2 separate regions of the Sus scrofa genome follow, and region 1 is linked to region 2. A link is a contact called in public Hi-C data. All regions are on one chromosome and are shown on one strand. Each heading gives the region's core, a stretch centred on a gene start, on an enhancer-like site or on the middle of the called end of the contact. The rest is flanking DNA. Distances are from core to core; before and after follow the strand shown.

The links. A called contact is a pair of places that touch in the nucleus more often than the background predicts.
Region 1: a contact with region 2 is called in a Hi-C map of blood, with 3 times the contacts expected there. The contact joins the enhancer-like site here to the promoter of IL10RA in region 2. A contact is called at or near these places in 2 of 5 promoter capture datasets (fetal liver and fetal skeletal muscle), 18 of 47 Hi-C or Micro-C datasets (alveolar macrophages, blood, embryonic fibroblasts and 8 more) and 1 of 2 datasets of contacts at active chromatin or transcription factors (alveolar macrophages).

Annotation. Positions count from the first base shown.
Region 1 is chr9:45,373,562-45,380,104 of Sscrofa11.1, reverse strand. The region is part of intron 1 of LOC100622439 (a long non-coding RNA gene); the gene reads left to right. Among named protein-coding and RNA genes, the nearest start is that of TMPRSS4, 24 kb to the left of the region's middle. Within about 2 kb of position 3,179, at least 3 of the 83 cell types and tissues checked have an H3K27ac peak or open chromatin away from gene starts, as enhancers often do.
Region 2 is chr9:45,307,160-45,314,120 of Sscrofa11.1, reverse strand. It overlaps IL10RA (interleukin-10 receptor subunit alpha), which reads right to left and starts at 3,594. Exons shown (of 7, transcript XM_005656637.3): 1 at 3,435-3,594; 2 at 1,265-1,379; 3 at 406-590. The coding sequence starts at 3,501.

The sequences.
Region 1 (6,543 bases), core at 1,930-4,429, 66 kb before region 2:
TGATTATTGAATAATCAGAGAGGCCTTCCTAGAAGAGGCAATTATTAAGTAGTATTTGGGAGTTCCCTTCGTTGTTCAGTGGTTAACGAACCCAACTAGGATCCATGAGGATGCAGGTTCAGTCCCTGGCCTTGCCCAGGGGGTTAAAGGATCCGGCTTTGCCATGAGCTGTGGTGTAGGTTGCAGATGTGGCTCTGATCTGGCGTTGCTGTGGCTGTGGTGTAGGCTGGCAGCTGTAGCTCCGATTCTCCCTCTACCCTGGGAACCTCCATATGCTGCAGGTGCGGCCCTAAAAAAAAGCAAAGCAAAGAATTAAGTAGGATTTTGTAGGCAGACAGGAAATGGTGTGAAGAGGAGGATGCGAATGAACTGTACGGGGCAGGAGTCTCTAACTCAGATCCTTCAGGGGCTGAGACGCTGGGACGGAGGACGGGGAGGATGACAGATGACAGATGGTCCCTGACCTAACAAAGCTGCAACTTAAGATTGTCAACATTTTTTTTTTTTTAGGGCTGCACCAGCAGTGTATGGAAGTTCCCAGGCTCAGGGCTGAATTGGAGCCACAGCTGCCAGCTTACCTCACAGCCACAGCAATGCCAGATCTGAGCCATGTCTGAGACCCACGCCACAGCTCGCAGCACCACTGGATCCTTAACCCACGGAGTAAGGCCAGGGATTGAACCTGCATCCTCATGGATATTACTTGGGTTCATTACTGCTGAGCCACAGTGGAGACTCTGATTTTCAACTTTTTGATGGTACAAAATGATACCCATTCAGTAGGAACTTGGAATTTTGAATTTCAGTCTTTTCCTGGCTAGTGATGGGCTGTGTGATACTCTCTCATGATGCTGGGCAGTGGCAGCCACCACAGCTCCCAATCAGCCAGGGGATCACAAGAGGAAATGACCATTCTTTCCCAGACAACTGGCCTGTTTTTCACTCTCAGTACAGTACTTAATAAATTACATGAATTATTCAATACTTGATTATAAACTAGGCTTTGTGTTAGATGATTCTGCCCACCCATGGGCTAATGTGATTGTTTTGAGCATGTTTAAAGTAGGCTAGGCTAAGCTATGATGTTTGTTAGGTTGGGTATAGTAAATGCATTTTTGGAATTTGTTGGTGCCCTAGCAGTTAAGGATCTGGTGTTGTCACTGCTGTGGCTTGGGTCACTTCTGTGGTGCAGGTTTGATCCTTGGCCTGGGAACTTTTGCATGCAGAGGGCACAGCCAAAAAAAAAAAAAAAAAAATTAAAAAATGCATTTTTGACGTATTTTCAACTGTGATGTGTTTATCAGGATGTAACTCCATTGTAAGTCAAAAAGATCTGCAGATATATTTAACAGAGGGCAGGGAGACACCAGCAGAAGGCATCTGTCATTGAAAGGCATTGCATTCAAGTATGAATACAACACTGCATGGCCCGGACAAAACAAAGTTTTCAGTCCCAATTCCAGGTGGCAAGGCTGGGGTTGGTGGCAGCAAGATGTGGTACAGAGTGAGGAAGGCTGTTGGAATAAAGTAGCTGATGGGCTCCTCAGAAGCCAGGAAATAGAGCAGGACTTTGCTGTGCTCGCTTTCTGTGGGACTGGGGCTCCATGGCTCATCCTGGCCCAGGCACACATCCCAGGTGGAGGCCCTTGAAAGCAACAGGCAAGAATGCCAGACCAGAGACACAGGAAGCAGGATGGCATTCCCTTTTCTGAGATCTCCTGGGGAGATGTGGTGGCCACAACACTGTCAGGGCAACTGGGTCCTGGGTGAGGTCTTTGGACCATAGTCGTCATAGCACCTTAAAGGTCAAAGACTTACAGAAATTGTAGGACCTGAGCCTCCTCCACCTGAATAAAAACCTGGTGGACACATTGTTTCGGGAGGGGCGGGGAGGCGTGTGTCAGTGGTGGAGGCGGTCAAACATTTGTGCAGGACTTCCAAGGACTGCGCCCTGCCTGTTGCCTCTGGTTCTTCGGGAAGAGGCTGGTGGCCATTCAACCACTAGGGGGCGCAAAGGCTCCAGAAATGGTTTCTCAGGGCTTCACTTCCCAAAGATGCAGAATAAGATCTCAGGAAGAGAGTGGTGAGAGTGAGCGCAGTGACTGCAGGTGGGAACCAGACTGAACTTGACCTTTTAAAATCATTCTGTCATTGCAGTGCCATTCATTGATCCATTCATTCGAGAAATATTTGCTCAGCACCTGGGAGGAGCCAGCTCTGAGCTGGTAGGCTCTGAGGATCTGAATCAGATAAATGTGCCTGGATCCCAGAGGAGCACACAGCCTGGTTGGGGAAGTGGACTCTCCAACTGAAGTTTCCATGTTATGGGTTAATACTGTGACAGAGGGACATGCTGAGTCCAGGGGCGGAGGGCACTGGGACTTGGGGACAGCTTCCTACTGTCGGTAGTATTTGCTGTGGGTCTGGAAGGATGAGCAGCCAGTGCAATAGGCCAAAAAGTTAGGAAAAATGCAGTCCTGGCTGGGGGTGTCCTGAGCCGAGTGGTGGAAGCAGGAACCTGTCAGCCTGTCCGAGTTGGCAAGATGGGTGGATATCCAGGGGGAGGAGGCTGGCTGGTGGAGGATGTTGGCTGTCATATGGGGGATGATGAGAGCTTATTTCTGAGGAGAGAAGAGTCCTACTGGGGAGCCAGAGCAGACCCGTTTTTTGGGGGCCTGGAGTTTAAAAGGTTTTGGAGACTTTCTTTAAAACAGGAACACAGAATTAAGCCGAGAGGCTGGGAAGGGTCCGTGCAGGTGAGGGTCCTGACACCTAAGCTTATTAGCTTCGCGGAAAATCCTGGCAGCAGACTGTTTCTGGTTCTCCCTCCTTTCTCCTTCCCTTCTGGGGGGCCCTGGACCCCGGAGGAGCTATTCAAGATTGGATTCAGGAAATCAGAGTCTGGGGTCTTCTCTGGAGGAAGGGAGGCAGATCCGCTCTGCTGAGGAGGGGGAGGTGGGTGGGATGACTTTTCATATTGAGTCTATGCAAATAGTGCCCCCAAATTGTTCCAAGCGATGCCTTGAATCTGACCATAGCTCCCGTTAGTTAACGCTCTAAGTAATGCACAGGTGTGGAGGCTTTTCCCATTGGCCCAGCGCTTTCAGCTCTGAGTCATTCTGCATCCATCCCTGCAAGGCAGGTACACCGTTCCCTCCTCGGAGGCTCGCTGGTTGGGCCAAAGGACATGTGGCGTGGCTGAACCAATGGCAGGTGTGACTTCACACCCTGCTCCCGGCCCCACTACCCTGTGCCTTCATTTGCAATTGGCTCAACAATATTTCAACTCAAGGTTGCTCTTCTGGGCTCCTGCACAGGGAACTGATTCACCAGAGAAGTGAAACCACAGATGACCTGGCTGGCTGTGGTGTTCTCCCCTCCTGCCTCTGCTCCCATGGTGAGGGCTCACACAGGTAGGGTGGAGCTGACAGGTTGTTTTTTTTTTTTTTTTTTTTTTTTTTTGACCCTGTCTATCTGCACTGTGGTGAGCGAGGGTTCTCACCTTTACCCCTTTCCTGGGCTGTTGGGAGAGCTCACACCTGGGTAAAACCTTGATCTGAGGCTGTTACCCAGGAAATGGAGCTCTGAGACTCAGCACTGATTTGCAAGATCTTCTGAGGGTTCTGAAGCCCCGCGTTTAATCTGGGCATCTCAGCCAGTGCAGTGGGAGGAGAGAGGTGCTAGCTAATCCCAGCAGCTTTATTTGTTTATTTTATTTTTTTCTTTTTACGAGCCATACCTGTCGCATATGAAAGTTCCCAGGCTACGGGTTGAATTGGAGCTTCAGCTGCCAGCCTGTACCATAGCCACAGCAACACTGGAATTGAGCCACATCTGTGACCTATGCTGCTTGGGGCAAAGCTGGATCCTTAACCCACTGATTGAGGCCAGAGATGGAACGTGCAGGTCCTTAACCCGCTTAGCCACGACAGCAACTTTTACAATAGCAGCTTGTATCAAGCAGTACTGTGCTAGCCCCAGCAGGACTGAGCTGAATCAGCTACGCCCTTGTCCCTTCAGCAGCTGCCTGTGCCAGACACTGAGCTGTGCAGGGAGACACAGAGATAGATGAGCAGCTGTGCACCTGTGTGTGGGAAGCTCACAGTCTGTTTCAGGGTCTCAGCAGAGAGTGGTAAAAGGCAGGACCTTGTCTGTTCAAAATCAGAAAGGATGCTTTCTCTGCTTTGGTGCCCCAAGCTAGAGTGGAAGGCCGGGCCTTGATCTCCACTGATGCCTTCATGGCCCTGGACGTGGCACGGAGCCTGCTTCTACCCTCCTCGTGTCTCCCCGCAAAAGTGCATAGCAGAACCTGCTCTCTGGCTTCCCCAAATGGCAAAAGTCAGAAATGCGAGAATGGAACGAGCCACAGCCTGGTTCTCCTCCCAGAGAAGTTCTTTTGCAGGGACTCAGAGGAATCGGATGGGATGGGAACGGACTAGGGGAGGTCAGTGGATCCATTTCCTTCAAATGGTGCATGAAGGGCTGGGAGCCTCTGGTCTGGGGTTCAGTGCACATCAGCGTGACCAGGGTGACAAGAGGAAGAGAAGCTGGGAATCATCCAAGTATTCAGATGTGTCTCGATGCTTCAAGATTAGATCCAGAAAACCCCAAAGCCTCTGAACTTGTAACCCTACAAAGCAGCCTGGGTTTATCCTGTTTTCTGCAACCTGCATGAATCAGCCTGTGCTTGTTTCTTAGGAAACAAGAGTCAGGAGGGCCGGTGGAGGCTTGGGGGAAAGGGAGGCTGTGAGCAGGAGGACCCCAGGGGTGCTCAGAATGACTGCATGTCAGCTGTCTTCCTCACCTCTCCCCCTACCCCCAAAGGTCTGGCTGAGATGAATAAGAAGAGTCAAAGAGTGAAAGCCAACTTACCCTTGAACTTTCTCAGCAGCTACAGGAACCTGGAGATGGCAGGGGTGGCTGATGGTTGGTGTGGGCGGCTGGGTGCCGGTGCCCCAGCTCACCTGGGCTGTGCATGACTTCTGGCCTGTTTGGGCAGAGACCTGGCTTTGTCAGGTTCCCCTCGCTGGCCCTGTTGCACCCCCTCCTCACAGACTTTGTACCTGGGAGCCTCTGGGGCCACCCCATGCCAGGGACGCTCTGTGTTCTGGAAAGGAAGGTGCTCTAGGATTCCCCAAGCCCCCTTTCCTCTTACTTCTTGGGAGCCTTGCAAAGAGGCCACGACTTATGTATCACTCTTTTTTTTTTTTTTTAATGCAGTTTTTATTTATTTATTTATTTTTAAATTATTTATTTATTTATTTATTTATTTTGTCTTTTGTCTTTTTTGTTGTTGTTGTTGCTATTTCTTGGGCGTCTGCAACCTACACCACAGCTCACGGCAACGCCAGATTGTTAACCCACTGAGCAAGGGCAGGGACCGAACCCGCAACCTCGTGGTTCCTAGTCGGATTCGTTAACCACTGCGCCACGACGGGAACTCCTTATGTATCACTCTTGAGCTCTTCATTGGACAGAAGACAAACTTGCTGTTCAGAGTAGGCACTCCAGATTGCACAGCCAGCCTGTGCTAGGACGTGGGCTCTAGTGAAGGTCCCTCTGAAGGCAGACCCTGTGTTATTTCCAGGACTTTAGACTTTACAGAGCTTCCCATACCCGCTCCTCCAAGGAGCCTGGGCCCCTCAGAACCCTCCAGGCCCCAGAGACCCCACTACGCATGAAGTGGTTTGAACTCAATGGCACAGGTGCCCCCACCAGCTCCCCAACCCCCTCTCCCCCAGCATCCAGTGTGGGAGGTACAGTTTACGTGGAGAAACTATTGACAGCAACCCAGGCAGCGGCAGTTAGGGAGGAATGTAGACGTACAGCAGCCAAATTTTTGATCCTGCCTCCTATCCATAAACAATTTTGAGTGTTCACTCTGGTATTTATGTATTTATAAATTATATTTATACTTCTACTCTAGTATATATGAATGTTATAAAACACACCGAAGAAATAGAAATTAAAAATAAGAAATATGAGGGAGTTCCCTCTGTGGCTCGGTAGGTTAAGGATCCAGCGTTGTTTCTCTGGTGGCACATGTTCAATCCCCAGTCCCGCTCAGTGGGTTAAGGAGCTGGTGTTGCCACGCAGCTGTGGCATAGGTTGCGCCTGTGCCTTGGGTTTGATCCCTGGCCTGGGAACTCCCATGTGCCACAGGTTGGGCCAGAAAAAAAAAAAAAAAAGGTGGAAAAAACATTCAAGATTTACAGCTTCCCTTTGAAATATTCCCAGATGGCATCTCTGGTTCCCTATTTGGACCAGCCCTCCTGGCCACCTCTTGCAGAACTATCCCCCTATCCCCCTTTGCTGGCCCGCTATGGCATGGCTCCCTGTTGCTGCCAGGGCCAGGGCAGTGGCCCCCCTGCTGAGATTGGTGATGGGCCCTCACCCTGCCGCTGCTTGCTGTCCAGGCCTGTGGGCCACATCAAGGGGCCATTTCCTGTTGCAGCTTCAGGTCATGCTTGCAACACCCTGTGGGATGGTTAGTGAAATAACACTTTCTTGAGTTAAAAATATATTTTGCTTATAAAATGGTGC
Region 2 (6,961 bases), core at 2,345-4,844:
TCCCAGGCCAGGGGTCGAATCGGAGCTGTAGCTATAGCTGCCAGCCTATACCACAGCCACAGCAACAGAGGGTCTGAGCTGAATCTTTGACCTGCACCACAGCTGACGGCATAGCCAGATACTTAACCCACTGAGCGAGGCCAGGGATTGAACCCGTGTCCTTATGGATGCCAGTCATATTCATTAACTGCTGAGCCACGATGGAAACTCCCCCTTTTAAATCTTGAACGACTTGGCTATTTTCATCTAAACCTGCAAAATCCTGATTCAAGCTTGTTTGGGCAACTAGGTCTCCGGCCAGGAAGCCTGGCAGACATGGCAAGCTATGGGAACAGAGAGATAAGTTCCAGACTAGAGCTTCTGGCTGGAAGAGACCATGTTCTAGGCCCAGAGGAGGAGAAGCACCTTCATCCACAGAGAAGCGGGTGTTGGAAGAGGTCCAGTTGGAGTGCTGGCTTTTGTCCACGGCCCGGACTCTGGCTCGGTAACCATTGCTATGATACAGATCCAGGGTCTCCATGGTGAGATCACAGGACAGCATTAGGGTCTGGCTACAATGGGGGATGGGCTTCCAGGGCTTATCTCCATACCTGGGGAGGTATTAGGGGAAGTATTAGGAGGGGAACTTATGCTCAGACATACCTCCTTCAGGAGGGAAGCAAGAGGCCAGGGGAGAGCTCTTATGGTACAGCACTCAGGGTATTCCCTCTAGCCCAGGGCATCCCAATTGTTGGCATAGCCTATGCAATGTATCTAAACTGAATTATGGTACCAGATAAAGTTACAGACAGGAATGAAGTTTACTTATCATCCATAACCATGGGTAACCAATACATGATTTAATACCCCTTTGAAAAAACAAAAAAGGGGTCCTCGTTCCTTATATTGGAACATGAGTAGCTCACATCCCAGCTCCTCCAGGAAGATTTGCGACCCCCTGCAACACAGCCCATTTCCTCCCTTCTCCCAGCTTCATCTGCAGTCCTCAGGGTTTCCTTGTTCTCCAACTGTTTATGGATGCTTTTTTCCTGTTTTCCCAATAAGATGGAAAAATCTTGAGGGTAAAGGCAACACCTTGGCTTTCTCACCCCAGAGCTCCCAGCACACTGCTCAGGACATACGAGACTCAATCAGTACTTGTCAACTGATGGGTATGTGCCAGGGTCCTTCCTGGTGGCACTTCAGTAACAAGCGGGTAGAAGGGGCTGGACTCACCCACTCCCTCACCCACCTCTCTCCTTTCCCCATCGTCCCCTCTGCTTACCTCTGGAGCTCCACTTCATAGTAGGTACTTTCAGACTGATTCGGGCTGGGTGTCCAATGGAGGACGTGGTGGAAAAATTCTGCTTCAAACCACACAGATGGAGGCTTGGGCAGTTCTGTCCGCAGGGAGAAGAGTGTCAGTACTGGAGCCAGCAGAGCCCACTCCCTCCCTCAGGGAGGAGTTGATGATGATGGCAAGCATTCTCATAGCTCCCCTTTACTGAGCACTTGACCTTGAGCTAAGCACTCAGCTAAGGACTTTACATATATTGTCTCATTTAATTATTACAATAGTCCTACTAGGAAGACATTGATCACCCCAATTTTACCAGAGAAGAAATGAAGGCTCAGAGGGTCAAGTGACTTGCCCAGGCCCAATGGGGATAGTAAGGGGTAAAGTGGGCCCTTGAAGCCAAAGGTGTCTGATCCCAGAGCTAGTGCATGTCCTTTAATCACTGTCCTGTGCTGTCTGTGGTCAGAAGCAGAAGTGCTGCTGGGTGAGGAGAGCCAAGCAAGGTAAGATACATCCCAGGCAAGAGGGCAGGGGCTAAGGGCTAAGGCAGGCTCACCATGAGCTCTCAGATGAGAGAGTCCCTGGCTCTGCCCAATGCCTGTGTCTGATCCAGCCCCACACCTGGCCCCATCCTGGCCTCAGCCCCTGCCCTAACCCCAGGCCCTCTTCTCTGGAGTTCTTTGGGTACACAGATACCCTGTGTCTTGGCATCTATCTGTTGCTCTTCACGGAACCCCAAGCTGAGGGCTTGCCCCATTCGCCAGCTTTGAGGAGGGCTTTACCAGAGCCAGATGCCCAGCCGCAGGGCATGTGAGGACAGGCAGTCCTGGTTCTAGACTGGGCTGAGGATGTTCCTGCAAAGAGCTGACACCCTTGGCTCCAAGGTGAGATACTAAATACCAATGCCCACCTCCATCTCCTGTCTTCCCCTCCCACCCCCACACCATTCCCCACGGGAAGTTCTAACTTCAAGAACCTCAAACTAGTACTTGCCAGTGTGACTTGGGACATTATTTAACCTCGCTGAACCTGTGCTCTCATTTTAAGAATGTGTGATAAGTACATCTACTTTAAGAGTCTTGCCGATCAAGTGCAATGAAGGTCTAGGCCAATACCCACAGTCAGTTCTTCTTCTCTCCTCCCTGATCCCTTACTGTCTCTTCATCTGACAGTGATTCCCAGGCTTCCCTTGTACTCCAGCTTCTCATCTTTCTAATAATGCTTGCTTTTTTTTTTTTTCTGTCATTCTCACTTAGTAAGCACATCTGTTCCTGTCCCTTGCTTTCTTTCCTGTACTGTCTTTGATCTTCAAGTCTATGTCTCGATTTCAAAACACTAGATGGAAAGTGAAAAAATGCAGTGGGTCTTTGTGGTGTTTGGGCTGCATGTCCCCGACTCCAGCTCTCGGTCATGTGACTGGTGACCACATATCTTACTTTGTATTCTGGCGTCACTGTAGAAGTGCTTTCAGGCCCTGCTCTCCCTGCCTCTGCTCCTGGTCCCTCCAACTCCCCACCCTTTCATTCTCTTTCTCTCTCTCCAGGGTTTGCTCTTCTCAGTTGCAGAAACTTTCTGGCTGGGTTAGGACAGCTAAGGGGTAGCAGTAGGGAGGAGGGAGGCAGATGTCAGGGCCAGAGCATTAGAGGCTAAAGAAGGAGAATGGATGATCCGATGGAGGTGACAGGGATAGTGGGAGATAAGAGCTGAGATGGGGGTGAGATGGCATGGAGCAGCAAGGGGTTAATCAGAGAGCTAAGGGAAGGTAAACTCAGGCTGAATCAAAGTAATTCCCCAGAGGGAGAAACGGTCCCAGCATTTTAAGCAGAAAAAAGTCGAGGATAAATTTATGACTCACAGGGAGGTGGGTGGACGGTGGTGGTGGTGGGGTTATTTAACTTCTCTACCTACACTTCCCCACTCCCCCATCAATCTCAGCCTCTTCCACTTCCACAACGGGCGAGCCTGAGACCCAGGCTGGCCAGAATGAGGGAGATCAGGGGAGGCGGGAGAAAATGGGAGCCCCTCTCCGGCAAGGGCCAGCCAGACGGGGTTCTCCGTGGTACACAGAACTTCAACGTAGGGGTGACTGACGACGGGTGGGAGAAGGAGCGTGGCGGGCGCAGAGAGGGCAGGGCCGGGCTAGACCCTGGATCCTTACCGTGCGCGCAGGAGCCTAGAAGCAGGCACAGGAACATCGCCAGCGGCACTACCAGGAGCGGCAGCATCCTGAGAGCGCCTCATCCTCCGGAGCGGGAGCAGAAGCCGGAGCCGGGATGCGCGCCTCCTGCCGCTGCTCTGCTGAGCTGAGACTGAAAGCTCGGGTCACCAGCCCCGCCCGCCCCCCGCGGGGCTGACGTCAGAAGGGCGGGGCCTCGAGAGCCACGCCCACGAGCCGCGGCGTCCGGGAGCCAGAGCAGCAGCCGAGCGAGGACAACTCAGGCCAGTGGAGAGGAAACAGGGGCAGGGCGGGTGCCTGCTGTCCTGGGGCGGGTGCGGGACAACGCTCACCCCCTGGGAACGACCAGTGCCAGCGGGCGAAAGCAGTCTGGGTAGCCCGGAGGGGTGTGTGTGTGTGTTGAGCGCAGGGGGTTCGGGACTGCCTTGCCCCTGTGGGCGCAGAAAGTGGGGTGAGGGTGTCAGAACAGACGGTAAGGTAAGGACAAGTAGGTTTAGGATCCATGGCCGCTTGGAGTTGGGGAAGGAGATTATCCCAGGCGCTCGGCGAAGTGTGAGAGGACACATGTGAGTTTTGGTGTTGCCAGAGTATTTGGTATAGAGCTCTGAGCTAAACCAGCAGTAAAATAGGCAGTCCTCTACCTGCTTAATGTTCTGGAAGGGGCGCCTATGACATCTTCCAGCCTTTTTTGGTTTCTCTCATTTGCCTGAAATCCCATGTTTAGAGCTTTTTTTTTTTTTCCTTGCTGGGTAATAGCACTCAGGGAAAACTGGGTAAACCTCAGCAGTCACTCATCACCTCTGTCAACTGGCTCAGCTTGACTTCACTCCAGGTGCACCCAGGAGATATCAGGAGATATCAGGGCACCCAGACAAACTGCTGCTTCACCTTTGTTGGGTGGTGACATGATTCAGACTGTGTATATGGGGAAGCCTCCCAGTCCCATCCTGTGTCTGAGGGTCTACAGTGGAACTAGAAAGACCTTGTTTTTTGATGGTGGTGGGTGAAGGTTAGGGATACACCAGCTGCATGGATAGTGGGGAAGTATATGCAAACCCAGCAGGATGCATGGTCAGTCGTGGCCACCCTCAGTGGTCAGCTCTTGTTGCCACACTCTCACCCTGGCCCAGAGGAAGAGTCCCAGGGTTTTTAATGCATGAGGATACTTTTTTGCATCCTCTGTTGCTCATCTGAGAGATTAAGAGGTAGCAAATTGCTCAGAAGTACCCAGGCATGACCCAGGGTGTGGCTACTCTCTGAAATGACTTTTTAGTTCCCTTTGACCTTTATAAGGAGGCGTACACTGCACTGTATCTGAATTTGTCTTTACTTCTAGTTTAATGTTGAGTTGTGTTTACAAGTCTATACTGCCTTACCATTTTTTAAACTATTTTAATTAATTTTTATTTTTGTCCTTTTTTAGGGCCGCACTCGTGGCATATGGAGGTTCCCAGACTAGGGGTTGAATCAGAGCTGTGCTGCTGGCCTACGCCACAGCCACAGCGGCACCAGATCCAGCTGTGTCTGTGACCTACATCGCAACTCACAGCAATACTGGATCCTTAACCCACCGAGCGAGGCCAGGGGTTGAAACCACCTCCTTGTGGATACTAGTCAGATTTGTTTCTGCTGAGCCACAGTGGGAACTCCTGACTTACCAATTTGAAGAAGGGTCAGGATCCTTAATTTATTCATAGGACATACATTTACTGTAAATCATTATGAGCTTGGGGATATTATGTGCCTGCACATTATTGAGGCTGGGGATGAAATGGTGATGAATACAAGGCCCCTTCCCTCAAGAAATGCACACTCAGCTAGACAGAGAAAGTGAACAGAGACTTTTAACATGTTGTGGTAAGTGCTCTGGGAAGGGAAGTACAGGCTAACGCAGGGACAGGAAACATGGGGTCAAGGATAAAGAAGGCTTCCTGGGGAAGGTGACATCAAGCTGAGACCTGAGGAGTGAATAGGAGGTAGCTGGGTGAAGAGTGGATAGGGAGAGTGTTCCAGACTGAGGGAAGTATATGTTTAGACATGAGGGAATCTATTTTTTGAAGAACCCTGTAAAGTGGCGAAATCAGCACTCCTGTATTAGAAGAGAAAACCACCATGGCTGACATAGGTGACTGTTTTGCTAAGGGCAGAGTCAGCATTTGGATGTGGCCTATTCTAGTGTATCTTTAAAAGAAAGCACCTAGAACAGGAGCTTTGTCACATCTATGATTACCATCTCTCTTTTTTTTTTAAAAAAGAAATTAATACATTGTTTTGGTTTGTATGCAGTTATTCATTCTTAGTGTTCTGAAAAGTCCACCTAAGGTTCAGTGGTTTCTAGTATTCATACCAGTATCAGGATAAGTAATAGGAGGAAGTAATTATAACAGTATCTTTTGTTTATTAAACTTTTGCTGTGTATCAGTCATTGTGCTAAATGCTTAAATATTGTAGCGGAGACCTGCTAGATGGTGAGCAATTCTATTTCCTTTTCCTGGGTACCCAGGACAACCGTATTTCCCAGCTTGTCTTGCAATTATGTGGAGTATGTGACTGGGTTTTAGCCAAAGTGAAGTTGAATTGCTGGGTGCCACTTCCCGCCCAGCCTCTGACTCTGTCTTTGCTATTCTGTCAGCCAGTGGAGGGAGCCCCGTGTAGGACTCCACGGGGATGGAAGGAGCCGGGGACCCTGAATCACCTCTTAGAGAGGAGCTATGCAGGAGAGACACCCAATCTGCATCAACTTATGACTTGAGTGAAGAGAACTCTTTTTTTGGAGGGAGGCAGCTACTCGAGGTGTATGAAAGTTCCCGGGGCCAGGAAGTGAATCCCGCTGCAGCCACAGCCGATACCACAGCTGTGGCAGTGCCAGATCCTCAATCCACTGCACCATGAGGGAACTCGGAGGAGGGAACTCTTGTTGTATCTAGCCTCTGAGATTTGGGAATTTTTGTTATAGCAGCTGTGCTAACCACCCTGATTAGCATGCAAACAATGTCTCATTTAACCTTATTATTACCCTGGTGAGATTGATATAATTATTAATGTTTTATGATTATGGGGGAGTGAGGTTGGGGCCTACATCACTTGTCTGCATCACTCAGCCAGTGAATGGCAGAGCTAAAATTGTAGCTCAGGTCTGTTGGACTTCAGAGCTCATGCTTTTACTACCCTATAAACAATGCCCTTTCCCATCTTGGAAGAGATCTTGGAAAGATAAGTGTCTAATGAGTTGAGCCAGTGGGAGTTGGAGAGGAGGAACAGTTCAGGGCCAAGTTTGCGGAAAGAGGGAGGGTGGGAGCAGAGGACATGTGGGCAGGGCTAGGTAGACACTTGCCCCCATGGCCACACTGGGAAATTTTTAGGACAAATTTTGAGCTTTGGATGGTTCCCTTTTCACTCTACTTCATCTTGGTCTTCAGATGATGCTTCTGCTGGGACATCACAGTGGGGTAGGGTGGGCATCTGAGCAGTAGGAAATCCAGCTGCTCGACTGTGGTAACAGACACGGC